Linked DNA regions of Mus musculus: region 1 is linked to region 2. Evidence: chromatin contacts called from public Hi-C data. All regions are on one chromosome and are shown on one strand. The core of a region is the stretch at or near the end of the contact, and the rest is flanking DNA. Distances in the headings are between cores, read along the strand shown.

Evidence for each region. Hi-C and Micro-C count contacts between places; a contact is called where the count stands out from the background.
Region 1: a Hi-C map of cortical neurons shows a contact between it and region 2, with 1.5 times the contacts expected there. The contact joins two enhancer-like sites. A contact is called at or near these places in 2 of 39 promoter capture datasets (the 3T3-L1 cell line and liver), 1 of 484 Hi-C or Micro-C datasets (cortical neurons), 2 of 115 datasets of contacts at active chromatin or transcription factors (both in embryonic stem cells) and 1 of 9 other capture datasets (embryonic stem cells).

The regions. Positions count from the first base shown.
Region 1 is chr11:22,497,864-22,502,161 of GRCm38.p6, forward strand. It overlaps Gm46274 (a long non-coding RNA gene), which reads right to left. Exons shown (of 2, transcript XR_001780167.2): 2 at 871-4,298. Among named protein-coding and RNA genes, the nearest start is that of Gm46274, 9.5 kb to the right of the region's middle. Within about 2 kb of position 1,773, at least 5 of the 459 cell types and tissues checked have an H3K27ac peak or open chromatin away from gene starts, as enhancers often do. A contact at or near this core is called in cortical neurons, where this site is marked.
Region 2 is chr11:22,345,204-22,349,847 of GRCm38.p6, forward strand. No RefSeq gene overlaps it. Among named protein-coding and RNA genes, the nearest start is that of Ehbp1, 61 kb to the left of the region's middle. Within about 2 kb of position 3,213, at least 85 of the 459 cell types and tissues checked have an H3K27ac peak or open chromatin away from gene starts, as enhancers often do. A contact at or near this core is called in cortical neurons, where this site is marked.

The sequences.
Region 1 (4,298 bases), core at 523-3,022, 150 kb after region 2:
GCTGATGTTGGAAACAGCAAACTCCCCTGTGCAAAGGCTAGCTAATAGCTATTCTGAACCCGTGACATGGTCTTTAGTCTATTTATATTAAGTGTTAATTCTCTCTGATACAAGACATAAGTAAATAGTTATATAATTGGAGGTGATCATCAAAGACAAAATAATTGAAATATTCAATCCTTAAAAATGAATAGAGACATATATCAAAACCATAAATTCTGTAATCAAAAAACAAATTTCAAACATGAAAGAAATATCTGCAACATGCATTTCAGAAAATTGCTGCGGTGTTTGATAGATGAAATTTCTTTAATTTTGACTTTTTCTATAGGATATTTTATTTATTTACATTTCAAATGCTATCCTCTTTCCTGCCCCCCCTCCCAAAACTCTCTATCCCATCCCCATCCCCCTGCTTCTATGAGGGTGCTCCCCCACCCGCCCATCCACTCCCACCTCTTAAACTTAGCATTTCCCTACACTGGGGCATCAAGCCTTCACAGGACCAAGGGCCTCCCCTCCCATTAATGCCAGGTAAGGCCCCTTCAACTCCTTCAGTCCTTCCCCTAACTCCTCCATTGGGGTCCCTGTGCTCAGTCCAATGGTTGTTTGGCTGTGAGCATCCCCATCTGTATTGGTCAGGATATGAAAGTTCATAAGCAACATTAAGATTCACACCCTACCTAGAAAAATAAAAGACATACATATAAATTTTTTCCAAAGCAAAAAAACCAAATTCAATATAATGTTTATACTATCCAGAAAACATGTTTAGATTCACCAGCATTTACAGTAAATTATAATAAAGCAAGATTCTAATTTATGCTTACAAAATTTGCCAGAAAAATTAAAAATCAAAATATCCACTAATAATTGAGAAATAACGTTTAATTTGGAAAAATATTTATTATTTCAAAGCAAAAAGAAATAGAAAACAATACTGTAGTATGATCTTGATAGAGTACCCAAATAAATTATGTCAATTAAAATAAATCTGTAAAATAAGATTTAATAGTTATAAGATTTAATGTTATAAAATACTTGTGATTATAATTACATTTTTGCAAAAAATAAACTGTGAGAAAGAAAACAGCTTTGTAATGATTTTTAAATATCTAACAATGACAATACATTATTTTTATATCAAGTTGTTATGTAAATTCTATCTTGCTGGATTTAACATCTTATAGGATCCAAGGAAACAATGAGGTTTTCCTCTGTGAATTTGCTAAGTAAATGTAAATTTCTACAAGAATATATGATGAAAGTTTTAAATAGAACAAGGCAAGGGAGAACTTTATTTTTAAATGAGCCCCTCCCCCAGGATGGAACAATTCATTAGTGTACCTAGACATCAGCTTTTTCTCCACCTGTAATTCATAGATTTGCTGTATCACATTGAAAGGAGGTTTCTCAATCACACCCACAGCATTATATAATTTAACAAAATACTTTTCTGAAGCTCAGATACACTCTTCTGGGTGGATTAGCCTATTTTGATTATAAAGAAGAAGGACCCGTTCATCCCACCTTAAGTAATGGGCTTTCCGCGGGATTATGAAGCTCTGTCTGTGATTGCCGACTTGATACCTGCTTCTGCTTTGGCCTTAGCTGGCTTTCTTTGTTACTGACTGGACGGTCCTCCTACATAATCTTGCTCCAGATCACAAAAGCTGAACTTCCAAAAAGACTAGCCCAACTGCTTCTCTCTCCAGCCCTCACTGCGGGTGGGTATTCTTGCGTGGGATGAAACACTGAGTACAGTAGACACTAAGGCTGATGAGCAGACAGTGAGCTTAGAGTGACAGGATTTGTTCTAAGCATATACTCTGCCAAAGCATGGAAGGAGAAAAAAGATTTAAAAAAAAAATACATTCTTTAAGTTTAAGAGACATATTTAGTGCAGCAAAATGTTTAATTTTAAATATAACAGGAGTTCCAAAAATAAACAGAGAAACAGTGCATAAAGGAAGAAGCAGTATTTGAATTTGGGGATTTTTTCCAAAAACCCAAAATATATCAAAACACAAGATGTACAATGTAGATCAAAAGAATTGTATTAAAAACAAAAACAAACAAATACACACACACACACACACACACACTGGCAGAGGGCTGGAGAAATAGCTTAGTCAGTCAGTCAGTAAAGAGCCTGGCAAACAAGAAAAGGCAAGTTTAGTGCCAAGAACCCAAGGGGTTTTGTTTTTTGTTTTTTGTTTTAAAGTGTGGTGGCACTGCTGCAATCCCAGTGTTATGGAGACAGAGACAGGCAGGCCCCTGGAGCTCACTGGTCAGCCATCCTAGCCTACTTGTTAAGTTTCAGATAAAAGACTGTCTCAAAGAAAGACAGCACCTGGGGTTGTCCTCTTGCCTACATACACAGTAAAACTCATTGAAGACATCATAGCCAAACACTGAAACCTAAAGGCAGAGTAACATTTTCCAAATAGTCAGAAAGAGATTACCTCCAAAGAAACAAGGCCCACAGCTGACTATATCAGAGCTTATGTAAGCAACGCCATGGGCTATCTTCTTTAAATAAAAGGGAAATAAATGCCTGCAAACATAGAATTTCATGCCCTGTGATGTATTCTTCAAGAATGAAAAGTTGCATAAGCACATTCCAGCTAGTAAATAAATTATATATTTCAAGAGAATCTGACAGGGTTTTACAAGAAATACAAGGAATATACAATACTTAAAATAAGAAGGGAAAAAAGAGAGAAACTGAGTAACAGAGATGTAAAAGTTGGAAGAAGAAGGAAACATGTAGTAAATGGTTAAATATTTAAGTAATCGTTAAAGGTGTAGGTGCAGTAAATTGTCAGAGTAACTGAAAACATACTGATCTGCTGGGTACAAAACACATTGGAAGGAAGCAGAGAACTCTGATGTAAAAATGTGTTAGAGGGTTATTTGATCACACTGTGAACCCTGAAATTGTAAACTAGAAAAACTGTTTCCTGTGGTGTGGCTCAGTCCTAGCAGACATCTTTAACCTAAGAGTTTTCTGTAAACAAGAGATAAATAAACTCAACGATAAGTCAAGAGGCAGAGCAAGCATCCAGTGGATAGAGAGTGAACATGAGAAAGCCCAGGAAGTAGAAAGGAGGGTCTTTGAGTTGACGGGAATTTACGGCAGCTTGGAAAAGGACAAGGAGCTTTTTCCTTCCGGTGGCGGAGGAAGGTCAGCTGGTGTTCTCTGCCTCTCTGAGCCAGCAGCCTTTCACCACAGCATCTGGCTCCTGAGTCTTCATTTCTTCATTTGGTAAATCGAATGTTTGGGATTTTGTTTTAAAAACAACAAAGATGGAAAACTCAGTACTTGTATGTCTCTCTCTCTCTCTCCTCTCTCTCTCTCACACACACACACACACACACAGATTTAAGAAGGAATGGACTTACACATTGCTAGCAGCACTTATCTACAGACACTGTGCTCTTCTGTAATGTGGGACCGCAAGAATGCTAGACAAGCACTCTGCACTAAGCCATACTTCAAGCTCAAGAGATGAAGCAACATGTTTCACAATAATATAAAGGGCCTATTGACCCCACGGATGATAACCTTAGTCAGTACAGAGACCTTCATCTTTTCTAATTACTTTGGCTTGATGTCTATTTCATCAGGACCAGGGTCTTGAGCTGAAGAGATGGCTCAGCGTTTAAGAGCACTGACTGCTCTTCCAGAGGTCCTGAGTTCAATTCCCAGCAACCACATGGTGGTTCACAACCATCTGTAATGGAGCCGATGCCCTCTTCAGGTGTGTCTAAAGACAGCTACAGTGTACTCACATTAAATAAATAAATAAATAAATCTATATATCTACATATAGATATATATTGATTAGGAAGGGGCAATTCCAAATAACCTAATTATAAACAACTATCATAAATACTATTGATAGAAGAAATTGACCGATTCAAAATCAGGATGAAAGATTTGGTAGACCTCTGACCAATTGAACAAGTAGGCAAAAGTACTATACAAACATGTAGAATACAGTATATGTGTATATATACACACTCAGAATACAAGAGTCTGAACAACAGAATTAATAAATATGACTGAATTAAGCTTATATAGAAATTACATCTAATAACTAAAGCAAATATGTTATTTTCAAGAAAATGGGGACATTTTAAAAGGTGATTATATTTAAGCAAATTTCAACAAATGCCAAAGCAATGGAGTATTACAAGACACACTCTCTACATATAATGGAATTAAACTAGAAACCAAGCAACCAGAAACTTCTTAGCACACAGTAAATACACACAGTAAACAAATAATGAAA
Region 2 (4,644 bases), core at 1,963-4,462:
CAACCTCAGTAGTCTCTATTCTTGTAGAGAACCAAGGCTTCAGTGCACACTCTGCAACAGGGTAGTGATTAATTATGCTTAACAACACACTAGATTGTATGCCAAGTTCTAGAGAATATTTCTATAAGAAGGCAAGCCTGGAAATGAATCGTACATCATCCAGCTCCTGACTCTGCCTAGGTAGCAGCCCCCAAAGCCAGAAACAGGCAAGTAAGCAAAATAAGAGACAAGTATGTCTTGCTGGGCACTGAGTGGGAAGCCAAGAAGAGAGCAAGCTCTACATTTACTGTTTGTATTTCTCCTATATTTCTTTGCTAAAACCTAATATTCTGTGTGGTAGATAGTACAAGGATATGTAATATCACTATGTGGTAGTGGAGGTGATGCTTTTTGTATGTGTCTATTAATAAATTATATACAATAATGTGTTTCATTTGACATTTTTCATACTCATCTATATTTTAATAAAATTCACCCCCATTACTCCCTATTGCTCCCTCCCACTCTCACCAATCCCTTATCTCCTATTAATCACCAATCAGCCCCCTTCCTATTTATTTTTGTATTGTTTTTTTAATTAGGGTTTCTCAGAGGATCCTGGGTGAGGGGCTGTTTGCAGGAGCATAGGTTCCTTACCAGGGGTTTTTTACATCACTGAAGAAAATGGCTGTCTCTCCTGAGAGAGTTGTACTCTTGACCTCATACCAGTGTGATTACTAACACAAGAACTGAACAGGACTGGGCCTGCCAATCATGCCACAGGTTAGGGAAAACTTGAGGCCCCAGCCCTCCATGAGGAATTACAAGCAGATAATGGAAGCTAATCGGAAAGGGGATGAGTTCAGGAGGCCTCAGCCATTCTTGAGTATCTGGAGAAGAGGTCTTTGATTAGATCTATCTATCATGAACTATCATGAATGAGACTGGACCCCTTATTAAGCTTATAGCACATTCTGCTCTGTTATGGGAGACTGCAGCAAGAAGGCGCTATCTATGAAGGAGGAACCTAAATTTGTTGGCACCTTGACCTTGGATTCCTCAGCTTCCAAAACTGAAGCAATAAAATCTCTATTGTTTACAAACCATCTGGTTGACAGTATTCTGTTAAGCATCCTGCCTAGAACACCCATAAAGTGCTTCCAAAAAAGCAAACCCTTTCCAGTCAGCTGTGTGCAGAGTCACCCTATCAGCAGCTTGCTTTCCAGCCAGAGCAATTCTGGATTCTCCTGTCTGCTGAGGCCAGTTCAGCCCTACATCACCCAATGCCTTTCAGATCGCATCCTCTCTAACTCCTCATGAGTAGAAACTTCACACAAACAGAATCCCTTCTAGAACTCAATTTTTCACCACGAAGCTCTAGGACATTCATTTCTTCCAAGTGAGCCCAAAGTACAGGGCACAAATGGTCTGACGTGGTTGTGAAGCAAAGCACAGTGAGCCTCGAGAGCCGAGCATGGCTGCACTAGTGAGCTCCTCATCTGCTTCTACCCAGGACTCAAAGGAAACTGCTGGATGCCATGAGATGTGCACTTGCTTTCAAAGTGCTATAGAAAACTTCAGCACTGCCTAATGCTTATAGCACGTAGCCAGCAACAAGAGGACACACACGCGTTCTTCGTATTTGAAATCCTGAATAAACAAAAGTCAGAGTGCTAGCTGAGCTTCATTCTCATATAGCTAGGGAGAAATCTGAGAAGGCTCTCCAGAGAGGATGAGGCCCTGGGGTAAGCTGAGTTCTTAGGTTCATAAAAAGTCACAAGGAACATAACATCTAATACAAACTCTTAGAACTTGTCACAAAACTTTATGTGGATTTTTTTAAAATAATAATCCTCAATGTTCCAATCTAAAATTTATGAAATGGAACAAGATACAGTCTACATCCCAGAGGACCCTTTTCAGGACTCTAATATATATTGAGAAGATATGTAAAATCCTTACAGCATAGGGCTGGAGAAATAGCTCTGCAGTTAAGAGCACTTGCTGCACACGCAGAGGCCTTGGGTTGGGCTCCTAGCACTGACATGGCATGGGGTGCCCACAAATCACCCATAGCTCTAGTTCCAGAGGCTTCCATGGGCAACTGCCCCCCACATGTTAGACATATATTCATGTAGGCATGCCACACACACATACACACACACATACATACACACACACACACATCCCATATACATGTAAAATAAGAATCTCTCTAAACAAAAACACTACTGCATTTTATAAGCCTCAGTTTCAAGAGCTTTTTCTGGCATTAAACTACAGAGGAAGAAGAGAGAGAGGCATCTGAAGGGCAGCTTTTGAAATACAACCCAAAATGATGAGGAAATTGTAAGCAGAAGATTCTCCTTGTTTTAGCACTTGGGATAAAAATTTAAAAAGATTTATTGAAATTAGCCACAGTACCAAACCCGAAAGCAGAAAGCTTTGGAGTAAAGCAAAAGGCCCAAATGCAGATTTGGACAACGGTCTCCGCTCCCTGCTGTGTACAGCATAGCAAGCAAATTAATTATTCCCAGATGCTGCGGATGAAAAATGTTGCCGGATTGTTTTGCTTCTCATACTCTTCAGTGTAAACACACACTTACAGAACTGTGTTCCCCTTTTTGGCTCCTGATATGCAAGTAATTATATACTGTGCAGGGTAATGCTGGATGGGTCCTTCTTTGAATACCAAGCAAGTTCTGGATTCTGTCAGCCTTTTTGGATAGCGTGCCTGCAAACATTTCTCTCTGACAGTCCTTACTAACAACTGATAAACAAACCAAAAGCACTGTGAGGCTTATTTCTAAATTATTCCGATTGTTTTCAAAGCGAAATGTGCAGATTGTAGCTCGAGCAGAGTAGAACCCCCATGCTTTTCAAGAACAACGTTTCCGCCATCTCTGTGGGGAAAAGGTCAGAGTTCATAGTGGTTTTTATCCTTTCCCATTCCTCATACTTAGACTATGTGTAAACTAAGGGGGGCAGGCATGAGGCATTATTAATTAGAATGTGTTTAGCATTAAGTACAGACCCCATGACTGGGGTCAAAATAACGTAATTAAAGGGTGGTGTTTTTCATTCCAGCCCTGGATTTTTACACAACAGATGGAATGTGTTTTTCATTGAGAGTCACAGTACGTTTGGGAGCACTACCTAGACTTTCTTGGAATGAATCAACTCAGTAAATTTGCCCTGTGCCTTCATACAGCGAAGCAAAGGGGTAGTGTGTGTGTGTGTGTGTGTGTGTGTGTGTGTGTGTGTGTGTGTGTGTGAAAGCATGTGTGAAAGCCAAGGGTATACCTCAGGAATTGTTGAAAAACACACAAACACACACACTTTTGCAAAAAAGAAGGGGAGTTCTGTGATCTGACCATCCTCAGCACAGAGAGGAAAAGTTCAAGGAAAGTTGATATCTCAGAATAAATAATAAAAGGAAATTCAATGGCATAACAATATTCAGGTCAGGATGAAGCCCAGGGGTGGTGGACGCTCATTCAGAACTGGGCTACCATCCTGCTCTCTCTGAAGTGAGCAGCTGCTGGTTATTGAAAGCAGCCCACATGGAGGGTCCCTGACACCATGGCAACAGCAGCCACAGTGCTGGAATGGCCCAGGCACAATGAAGCAGGTCCACAGCCAGAAGTGCTCTGGCTACAGATGAGGGAGGCTGTGTGGGCTTTGTCTTTGTTACCTTTGAAATGTGCATTGGAGAACTTTGATTCCCCAGTCTGAGGTTATCTATTGGAAACCTGTCTACCTATATTACCCTGACCAAAGATGAACTCTCCACCTGAGAAGCAGCACAGAAGGGAGGCATTTGTCTACCAGACAAATCACTTATTTCCAATTTCTTTTAACTAATCTCTGACAAGTCCCTTGTAGGTTCTGAGAATTTGTGCCTGGCCTCTTGTATTGCAGTCTTAAGATGTGTTTGAAATAATGTTTAGCTTACTTCTTATAACTTTAGTTTGTAACCCACTGTCCCCAAAGGACAATATGTCCTTGGTCTTGTGAAGTGAAAATGCTAGCTGATAGTTGACTAATGCTACCAAATTAAAGACTGGGCTAGTTTAAATGCCATGCATGCAGAGCCTTAATAATCAGCACTTGCCTAGATTGAACTCAACATTTTCATTAATAATGAAAGTAGAAAATGTATTTAGTAGTTAACTATACAAAAACCCCAACATAATAATTTCATGATGTAATATAGCCAAAATGCCAGGGTTCCGGTTCTGCCCAGTTACAGATCAATTATCTCTAGATAGTTACTGAAACATTCATGATTCTGCTTTCTCACATGTAAAGAATAGCAGCTACCTGTAAAGATGGTTGTAGGTATCGAGTTCATACTTTAATGTGGTCCGAACAGTCTTTGCTTCATGCTAAGTAACTGAGTAAACAAAAATTAAAGGATCTTTGTGTGTGTGATTCATGTTTCTGCTGCATGCATGTCTGTATGCTGGTGCATTCATGGATGTGTGTGAAAGTCAGAGGTCAATGCCAGGTGTCTTCTGCTGTTTCTCTTCAACTTTTTAAATAATATTTCCATTTTTTGAGATTATAATTACATCATCCCCCCTTTCCTTTCCTTCTTACATCTCCTCTCATGTAATCCCCCAGCCCAACCCTGCTGCTCTCATTCAGATTTATGCCATCTTT